Linked DNA regions of Sus scrofa: region 1 is linked to region 2. Evidence: chromatin contacts called from public HiChIP or PLAC-seq data. All regions are on one chromosome and are shown on one strand. Each heading gives the region's core, a stretch centred on a gene start, on an enhancer-like site or on the middle of the called end of the contact. The rest is flanking DNA. Distances are from core to core; before and after follow the strand shown.

Evidence for each region. HiChIP or PLAC-seq counts read pairs in DNA pulled down with a chosen protein or histone mark.
Region 1: an H3K27ac HiChIP or PLAC-seq map of skeletal muscle shows a contact between it and region 2, with 3 times the contacts expected there. The contact joins the promoter of RING1 here to the promoter of TAP2 in region 2. A contact is called at or near these places in 5 of 47 Hi-C or Micro-C datasets (blood, embryonic fibroblasts, heart right ventricle and 2 more) and 2 of 2 datasets of contacts at active chromatin or transcription factors (alveolar macrophages and skeletal muscle).

Annotation. Positions count from the first base shown.
Region 1 is chr7:25,248,907-25,253,959 of Sscrofa11.1, reverse strand. RING1 (ring finger protein 1) reads right to left here and starts at 2,453. Exons shown (of 7, transcript NM_001190235.1): 1 at 2,317-2,453; 2 at 2,063-2,195; 3 at 1,207-1,367; 4 at 895-1,110. The coding sequence starts at 2,140. It overlaps MIR219A (microRNA 219a), which reads right to left and starts at 3,121; the gene lies at 3,039-3,121. It overlaps HSD17B8 (hydroxysteroid 17-beta dehydrogenase 8), which reads right to left. Exons shown (of 9, transcript NM_001130730.1): 7 at 4,811-4,853; 8 at 4,562-4,636; 9 at 4,174-4,367. The coding sequence ends at 4,351.
Region 2 is chr7:25,053,208-25,058,261 of Sscrofa11.1, reverse strand. TAP2 (transporter 2, ATP-binding cassette, sub-family B (MDR/TAP)) reads left to right here and starts at 1,399. Exons shown (of 12, transcript NM_001206441.1): 1 at 1,399-1,545; 2 at 1,962-2,462; 3 at 2,550-2,664. The coding sequence starts at 1,970.

The sequences.
Region 1 (5,053 bases), core at 1,204-3,703, 190 kb before region 2:
GGTTGAGGTTAGAAAGTACCAAGGATAAGGGGTTTAGACTTTAGACTTCAGGGAACTCTTAATGACACTACCTAACAATTACTAAATACTAACTACATGCTAAGCACCCTGCTAAGTGTGTTGCACTGGTGCCTCACATTATACAAATCCTAAGGACACAAGTAGTTGCATCTTCTCTCTTTTATGGCTGAGGAAACTGAGGCTTGGGAGAGGTTAAATAACTTGCTCAAGATCACAGTCCCTTTGCCTCTCAGAGTGTGGTCCAAGAACCAGTACCAGACGCTTGTAGAAACGAAGACTCTCAGGCCCAACCCCTGACCTACTGAATCAGAACTTGCACTTTTAACAAGACTCTCTGGTAATTTGGATACACATTAAAGATTGGGTGATGCTGACCTAGGAAGTGATTTAATGCCCAGCAGTGCAAGCCTAGAGTTTACGCTCAAAAACCACTCGACCGGAGTTCCCACTGTGGCACATCAGGATCAGCGGCATCTCTGGAGCGCCAGGACAAAGCAGGTTGGATCCCTGGCGGAGCACAGTGAGTTAAAGGATCCTGCATTGCCGCAGCTGTAGCTGCAGCGTAGTTGGCAACTGTGGTTCAGATCTGATCCCTGGCCCAGGAACTCCATATGCCACTGGTGAAGCCAAAAAATAAGTAGATAAATAAAATTCAGCTTAAAAAAAAATCACTCTACTGTTCCAACTTTTAAAAAGTTAGAATAGTACCAGCTGCTAACCAAGATACTGCAATTTACATCTATGACTTCCAGGCGTGACAGACTGCAGGCAGCATCAGGAATGCTAAGGCTTAGAAGCAGAGACAGCGCCAGGAGTCTGACCTACAGATCTGTCCCACCCACCCTGCAGCCGCCTTTCTCCTCGCCCCCGAACCTGTGCATGGCCTGCATGCGCAGCCCCTCCTCAATGCTGGAGCTCAGTGCCTGCTGGTTGTGCAGGCGGCTGAGGCGGATGAGCACCCTGTCTTGGTGGGCCTCGTATTCCTCCCGGCTGGGATAGATCTTAGAGATCAGGGCATCAAAGTTGGGGTCTGGCCGCAGAGACCTCTTGGATACCAGCTTCTTTCGGCAGGTAGGGCACTCCTTGTTCCTAGAGGGGGAGAAAGGAAACCCTATGTAGTCACCAGGACATTGAGGGCCCAACTCTGTACCTCTCACCCCACCTCAAACATGTCCCTCCTGTTACCCGCTCCGCAAGGCCGTGACAATGCAGTCAGAGCAGAATCGGTGGAGGCACTCCTTGGTGGTCATCGTATTCTTCAGCATGTCCAGGCAGATGGGGCACATGAGTTCTGAATGCAGTGACCGAGGGGAAACTGCAATCTCTGTGCCATCCATGATGGCTTCCTGGAGGCATCAATGAGCAGAAAGGTAGTGGTGGGTTGGGGAGAAAAGGTTTTAGAAACAAGTGGTCCATGAAATTTGGAGGTTTGAGAAATACAGTGAGATGGCAGAATCTGGTTGCCCCATGTTGGCCTCTTGAGGAAGATAAGAATTCTGAGTAGGAGCTTTGGAATAGGAGGATCTAAGGTTTGGTGATTGGCACAGATTTTCAATCTGGGGAAGACTTTGTCAATAGGATCTCTAAAGTATGGTCCTGGTAACACTTATATCAAAATCCCCTAGAGTGCATGTTAAAAAATGCAGAATCTGGGGTCCCATCCCAGTACTGGATCAGAATGTTAGTGGCAGATGACAGCAAGCCGGGAATTCCATTTTTAATAAACTCCCAAGATGAGTCTTAAATGCCCTGACCTATGATGCTGAACTGAGAAAGAGGGAAAGGTAATTTCTGTTTACTGTCTTTCAAATGAAGACAGTAATACTTGCTCTACCTCTCTGGCCCGTGTGTTTTGAGGATGAAATGAGATAAAGGTGAAAGGCGCTTTAAAAGATTAAGGTGATTCAAAGGTAGGGCCAGGGAGTGTGAAACCGGGCAGGGTCAGAACGGGGCCAAAAAAATTTCAAAAGAGGCTGTGAGAGGAGCATCTGTGGATAGAGGGGGGAACGGGAGTATGCTGTAAGGGGAGAATCCCTGTCACCTGCGGGGTCCGGTGCAGCTCGTACAGACTCAGTTCCCACGTTTTGCTGGCATTCTGGGCATTCGCCGGCGTCGTCATGGTGACCGGGCACAGACCCCCCACCAGGGCTCCACCACCGAAGAGGAGATGTAGACTGGGTAGTGGGGGAAGGGGGAAGGGGAGGGAGAGGGTTAGGGGGGCCGCCCCCGGCGCAGACCCCGCCCTCCCGAGGCTGCCCCCTCCACTCCCCACCCCGCGCCGGCGCAGCCCCTCACCCGGCTCCAGCCGTCCGCGCTCCCGCTGCCGCAGCGCCTCTCCTGGGGCCCGGGCTCCCCGGCCGAGTTCGCTCGGTCTGCAGCCGCTGCTCAGACAGCAGGTCCCGCCGCCGCCGCCGCCATGGCCCGGGCGCTAGGGCCCTACGTCACTTCCGCCTGCCCCTCCACTCCACTCCACCCCACCCCCCCGCCTGCGGAGACGTCACCCGCCAGTCGCGGCGCGGGTGGGACGCGACGTGGACGCCCGGGTTCCCCCGCCCCCCTGAGGAGCCGGCGTCCCCGGAGTCCCGCACCACGTGGGGACCGCGGTCTCGGTCCCCGAGCCAGCACCGTCACGCGGCCAACTTTTGCCACCCTTCCCTTCCCAAGGTCCCCACTCGGGGCCTCTGCTCCGGAGTCCGGAGGGCGGGGCCTGGGATCGCTCGGACCCCGGGAGGGGATGGAGGGAATTGGAAAAGGGGCCACCTCCCCCACGCCGCGTCCCCTGCCGGCTCTTGGGGAGCGGCTCCCTTCTTCCCCGAACACAACTTCTCCATAACCCCAGCCCGGGATTCCGGAGATAAGGAGCCTCTGCCAAGGAACCTCTGCCGCTACAGCCAGTCTTGTGAACGCAACTATGTCCCTATGTGTCCGGGATTCCCCTTACCGCCCAGGGGACTTGCTCCACCCTCCGCTTTGGCTCTGCCTAGACTCTCCGACCCGCTCTCCCCTCGAGGTTTGGGGGCGACGGCTCGGGACGTCCAGACTCAACTCTCGGCCAGAGCTATAGACTCGAGAATTGCGTTTGGACAATCAAGAGCCGCGGCCCGGGGCGGGGGAGGGAGGCGCACGGGAGGTACGGGGGAATGGAGACACCATGCGGAAGCAGGGACACACACACTCAACACACACACACACACACACACACACACACACACACACAAGATGGGGCCCCAGTCGGGGAGGGGGTGTGCGCGTGTGGGGAGGGGGTTGGTGGCACAAGGGGCCGAATGTCTGAAGTGGGAAGCGGGCAGAAACCTCCTCCAGGACTTTCCAGTAAAGGAAGGGGACGGGGAGAAAAGAGAAGAGGAAAGGGCAGAGCGATCCCCATTGAGGGCAGGGGATGAGAGGGATCCGGGGGGGAAAAGAGACCGGGATGGGCGTCCTGTCTCCTCCAGCCTGAGCTGAGGCTCCCAGACTTGGGCTGCAACTGCCAGGGGGTGGCCTGTTTCTGGGACAAGGCAGCAGTGGGTCCCCTCGCCCCCTCTCCCAGTTCCCCCCTACTTCCCTGTCCTCTCCTTCAGTCCGTGGCCAGTCCTTATGTGGGCTCCAGAGTCGATTAGCGCGGACCCCCTCCCCTTCCTCCTCCTCCTCCCAACCCCCTCCCTTCTGCTCTCCTCCAGCCCTTTTCATCGGCTGGTCCATTCCCCTAATCCTGGCCCCCTCCCCTAATCCCCCCCCATCCGACCCCCGGCCGGCTGCAGCTATTGTAAGGTGGAGAGAAAAGGGAGGGGGGCACTCAGAGAAAGGAGAGGGGTGGGGGAGGGCCACCTGTTCCAAGACCCCCTTCCAAGGCTAGACTGGACACCAGGATGGGGCCATGAACGAATCACCCTTGGGGACCACAAGGACCCAGGGTATTGGGGGGGGGAGGGACTGGGGCTGCAGAATCAGTGGAAGGGGGTGGTGCAGAGACCCCTCCCTCCAAAAGACCCAGAGTGTCACGCACACACAGTGACACACACTCTCTCCTCTCACACCCGGCGGCGGGGGTTGCCCTGGGAGACCAGGCAGTGAAAGGGAACAATCCTTCCCGAAAGGGAAAGGAGGGGGAGGTGGGGAAGGGTCTGAGGACTTGGACACAAGAAGAACCGGAGGTGGCAGGGAAGAGGATTTGGAATTTATTAGGGTCACAAGCACCCCTGCCTCCCATATTCAGCATTCTTGAGCCATACACTGCCACCCCTTTTGTAGCCTGGGAACTCAGAGTCCTCATCAGCAGGAGGCCGGGCAGAATGGTGGGGGAGTGAGCAGAGTCCAGGGTCCTTGAGGCAGTTACATGAAAAGACCTCCTAGGAGGGGCAGAAACATTTGGACAGATGTATAGGTGGAGACAAATGGCCTGGGGGGAGGGAGCTCCCACTTCTGTCCCTGGCCTGTGGGAACTTCTGCCCTTCCCTCAGTGGCTCCAGACTCCTCTCACTTGCTTTCTCATATCATCTGGGTCCCACTCCCCTGCCTCCTCTTCCCCATGATGGCCTCATACCAGTGACTTCGACTGATGCCCCTGTGATGTATCCACTGTCCTCAGATGCCAAGAACGCGACCACATCGGCCACATCTATGGGAAGGGTGGGGAGAGGGCAGAATCCTACTCACTCTCATAGACCCAAAGTAGCCATCACCTCCCACCAGAATCACCCTCTTGCCTAAACATCAAGCCTGGCAAGAACCTCTTGGATACCAAAAATTTGGGGATCTTTTCATTCAGGCCCCCTCTGCACTCAGTGCTCACCCTCAGGGTCCCCCAGATGTCCCATCGGGATCATTCCAACCACCTGTAAGGAAACACTCATATGTGAGTGAAAGTTTCTTTCATAGGTTTTTTGGTAGACTGAGTCTATGACTCTGTTTTTTGGTCTTCATTCCTCATACGCTTATTGAGTATCTACTGTTTGCTCCCCACTGTGCACAGCATTCTCTCTGAACCCCAGACAGATTGGGTCTCTGAATGATTCTGCCCTCCACCCGTGGTCTC
Region 2 (5,054 bases), core at 150-2,649:
TTTACCAGCAATTTAATTTGGTTTAGGGTCCTTTCTATGGGAGCTCCGCCTGGAGACGTCTTGGGAGGTCGGTGGTGAATGGTTTGGGCATCTGGGAGAAGGACACTTAGAACAACCGTTTCTGGTGCTGTAGAGTAGGATGAGAAAGCTTCCACCTAACGTGTGGGCCATAATAATTGCCACCGTGGTCCCACTGACCTCGAACACGGTGGAGAGACTGGATAGGAAGTGGAACGATGGACATTCGGGGTTCAGTTTCATGCTGTGTCACACTCAATTGCTAGATGACAAGACCGTGATTGAAATGGAAGAGGAGATAAGAAGGACTCGCTGAGGTGGGGAACATGAGGAAAAAGTAACTAGCTGGGAAAGATGAGACATACGAGAGCCTCTGCGTCACTCTGGAGCTGCAGGAGGGAGCAGGACAATGTCATGGCTCCAAGGAGAGTTGTTCAAAGGAAGAGCTTGTAGGAAGCAGCTGAGCGTGGAGCTTTTCCATTAGAGAGATCCTTAAAATCCCCACATGGACAGGGTTGGAGAAGTTTTAGTAATTCCCTAACTTCAATCTCCCCCTCCCCACTTTAAATTTGAAGTGACTCACTCCTCCTCACGCCAATGACCTTTCAAAAAGATGGACTGGAATCCACTGGACTCCAAGTGATCCTCCCTTGGGGGTTATTTTGAGTCTGGGAGGTAGTTTCAACCTGAATTGTTATTTCTGGAATAAAGCAAGCTTCACAGTCCATAGACAGGCCCTGGATCAGGCAGGACCCATGGAAATCGGATTCCTGTGCTACTCAGTGTTAAAATAGACCAAGAAACAAAGTCCCCTTCCTTCATGTACCGACAGTGCTCCCAGCTTAATTTGGAGCATCAATTTAGAGGTGTCTGACACATTCTCTGCTCAGGAGCTGTTGACAAAGATAGAAGACGACACGGGGTGAGGCCTTCTCAGCTCAAAATCTGTAAGTTGAAACCCATGGTAGGTCCTGGTAGGAGCAGTTGCGGCTTCTATTTAGGAGAAATTCTGTGTGTTTCTTGCTCGGGATCTGGCTCTGTTTTTTCTATCTCAAGAGCCTACAACTGGAGCTTTGATAAGAAAAGAGAGCAGTTCTCAAAACAGGTTCAGGGCTGGGGCAAAGAGAACTTGAGGTAAGAAAATCCAGCGGTTCTCCAACTATTTCGTGGCAATTTTCTTAGTGGCAATTTAAGAAATGCAACCGTTTCCTATGATAGAGTAACTGCTGCTGAGAGTGGGCGATTTAAGCCCGGGCCTGGCAAGTGGAGCGGGACTTGGGCGTGTCCCTGGGTCTGCGGTGTCGCGCGCCCCCTGCTGGCCGCCGGGCACAGAACAAGGCACGCGCTGGGGAAGCGAAAGCGAAAGGCGCGGGGAGCCGGGACGCCCCGGCCCGGAGAGCATCGCCCGCAGATCGAGGGGAGACAACGTTGAGACAGTGCGAGGGGGTTCCGAGCTCAGCCCTCCGAGCTCAGCCCTCCGCACTTAAAGGAAAGATCCCTGGAGCTGCATCGCAGAAGCCGCCGCTGGTGAGTGGGGCGGGTGGAAGTCTAGAGCGCTAAGGGGACGCAGCCCACCTACCGCCTCCCCCGCTCGGTGTACGGTGATTCCTGTCCCTAAGGTCCGGGGGAAGAGAGGGAGCGAGGCAGGGACCGCCCGGCCGCCCGCTGGAACACGGCGGCGGCTGGCAGAGGAGTGGGGCGGGGGTTGGGGGGAGGGTAATGGGACTTTTTTTTTTTAAGATGAGGCTGCAGGTGGTCAGGCTTCCCAGCGCCTTCGGTCAGGCCGAATGCCTTGTGTCCTAGGAGGGAGCACAGGGTACTCGGTAGGGTTGGGTAAATCGAGTGGGAAGCCCATGGGCGCGTTGGGAGGAGTGGGAATGGGGGCGGGGGTAGCGCCGAGGACTGGGACTCCACCCCTGGCACTTCTCCCCTTCTCCCCACAGACCTCGCCATGCGGCTCCCTGACCTGAGACCCTGGGCCGCCCTGCTGCTGGCGGACTCGGCCTTACTCTGGCTGCTCCAGGGACCTCTGGAGGCTCTGCTTCCTCGAGGGCTTCCAGGCCTGTGGCTGGAGGGCATCTTGCGACTTGGAGGGCTTTGGTGGCTGCTGAGGCTGGGAGGGCTGCTGGGATATGTGCGGACACTGCTGTGCCCCCTCTGCCTGGTGATCCCCTTCTTTCTCTCCTTGAGGGCCCTGGTCCCAGGAGCCTTGAGTGCTCCCCCAGCCAGAGTGGCTTCAGCCCCTTGGAGCTGGCTGCTGCTGGGGTCCGGGGCTGCGGGGCTCAGCTGGGCAGTGTGGGCAGTGCTGAGCCCTCCAGGAGCCCAGGAGAAGAAGGAGGACCAGGAGAACAACAGAGCTTTGATGTGGAGGTTGCTGAAGCTCTCCTGGCCGGACTGGCCTTTCCTGGCTGCTGCCTTCTTCTTTCTTGTCCTTGCCGTGTTGGGTGAGTCAGGAGAGGGCGCAGTGAATTGGAGGTGGGAAAAGGCCCTTGGCAGCAGCCTATTCACTGTGGTCCTCATGTCTCTTGCAGGTGAGACACTAATCCCTTACTATTCTGGCCTCGTGATTGACATCCTGGGGGGTGATTTTGACCCTGATGCCTTTGTCAGCGCCATCTTGTTCATGAGTCTTTTCTCCGTTGGGAGGTAGGTGATGGGTGATTTGCTGGCTCCAGGTGTTGACAGGGGCCCTCACTTTCCTAACTCTGTTTTCAGACCATTTTGTGCACAAGGCACAAAATACTTAAACTAAAATCTCCATGTGTTTACTCATTCGCCAGTCTGTTTCATACATCCATTCATTTATTCCTTCATTCACCAAGTAGCGCCAACATCTTCAAAGTTTATATTATATCATTGCTACAGATATGAGTGATCTAGAACAAAATGTGTCTGTATGTCAAACAGAATGTCCCTCGGTTGCCTCTCAACAAATTTTTAAAATTTAAAAAATTTTATTTATTTATTTATTTATTTGCTTTTTAGGGCCGCACCCGTGGCACGTGGAGGTTCCCAGGCTAGGGGTCCAGTCGGAGCTACAGCTGCCGGTGTACATACACCACAGCCACAGCAACACCATCTGAGCCTCCTCTGTGACCTATACTACAGCTCATGGCAATGAGGGATCCTTAACCCACTGAGCAAGGCCAGGGATCGAACCCGCAACCTCATGATTCCTAGTCGGATTCATTTCCACTGTGCCATGACGGGAACGCCAGCTTCTCAACATTTTTATCTGCGCAAACTTCCATTTCTCTTTTCTGTCTCCCACCTCTCACCCTGTATTTTTTTTCCCCACAGTTATCCTGTTGTCAGAATGAACATGTTTCTTCCTCTTGACCCTTCTTCCCTAATTCGTCTTGTCAGTTCTGGAAGATCTTATTCTGAGGCTTGTCACCTTCCTTTTCAGCGTCTTTACTCTTTTCCACTTTATTGCTTTCCCCTCTCTTTTTAGACCTACCCAGGGGTCTGCTGTCTACAGACTAACTCACTCACTAACAAGTGACTTGATAGGGGCTGGTACTAGGATGGGGTGAGTGAGACACCTGGGGTGAGAAATCTAAAGAAAGCTTATTCTCAGGGTTGTGCAAGTGCTTCACTAGCATTACCCTAATATCAGCTGGGGGCTTGATTCTCTCCTTTGTTATGGTCCTACTTCATTTAGAATCCTTCAAAACCCAATCATTATTCCATACTTGCTACTCTTTGCTGAAACTGATTTCTCAAAAGTGAATTTCTTCCTGGGAGTTCCCGTTGTGGCTCAGCGGTAATGAATCCGACTGGCATCCATGAGGTTGTGGGTTCGATCCCTGGCCTCAATCAGTGGGTTAAGGATCGGGCGTTGCTGGGAACTGTGGTGTCGGTCACAGACACGGCTCGGATCCTGCTTGCTTGTGGCATCAGAACAATCTCTTATGAGTGAGCTCTTACTTCAGGTAGCTTTTGAACTTCCTCTATTTCCCAGTCCCTCTACCTCCCCTGGAGAGCCATTCTCCACTGAACCCTTAATTACGGACTTTTCTCATGACTCGGTTTGCTGATCTTTAAGACCGTTTTTGCTCTTGAGCTTACTCAGCTCCCCTCTGCAGGTGAGTCCCAGATGCGCATCTCCTTGCCCAGCTCCAGTCTTGTAATCCAGTGGCCCCCTTCACGTTCCCATTGGACGGCTCACTGTCATCTCGGACTCCACACACCCAGGGTTCCAGATCCATCCCATTCCCCCCGGTCTCCTTGAAAGTGCTCCCTCTTCTTATTCCCATTCACGAGCCCATCCATATCCTAGGCTCCAAGCACTGCACCGACAAGGCCTTTCTCATGTTCAAACAGTAGCCCTGGTGTTTTCCACACTCCACATGTGCTCCTCTGGCTCCTTTCTCTCCATTCTCACTGTCATCGCCAAAGTCCAAACCTCATCATTTTATGTCTGATTTGTATTAGAAGCCCTGTTTTGTAAAATTCCTGCCTCTGTGCATTTACCTTTTTTCCTTTATGTTTTACTGCAAACATGTGTGTGGTCTAAGAGGAATTCCTCACCCCCAAGGACAATGGGGGCGGCAGGGAGGGAGGGGGAACAGCATGATCCCAGGGCTCTGGAGAGTGGGAGGGCCAGGAGTTCATTGCTGCAGGTCCCACAAAAAAGTCTGTGGGAGGAGTTTCCATTGTGGCTCAGGGGTTAAGAACCTGGCTAGTATCCATGAGGATACTAGCCTTGCTCAGTGGGTTAACGATCCGTTATTGCCGTGAGCTGTGGTGTTGGTGGCAGATGGGGCTTAGATCCCGAGTTGCTATGACTGTGGCGTAGGCCAGCAGCTGAAGCTCTGATTTGACCCCTAGCCTGGGAACCTCCATATGCTGCAGGTGCGGCCCCACACAATAAATAAATAAATAGGAAAGGTGTACAGAAATAGGAAGAAGAGTATTGGGGGCAGGGAGGAAAGGGAGCAAGACCCAGGGGAGGGCAGAGGGATGGCCCTGAGGGAGGCCAGGTCAGAAGCATCTTCACAGCATCTTTCCACCCCATCATACTGTTCGCTTGT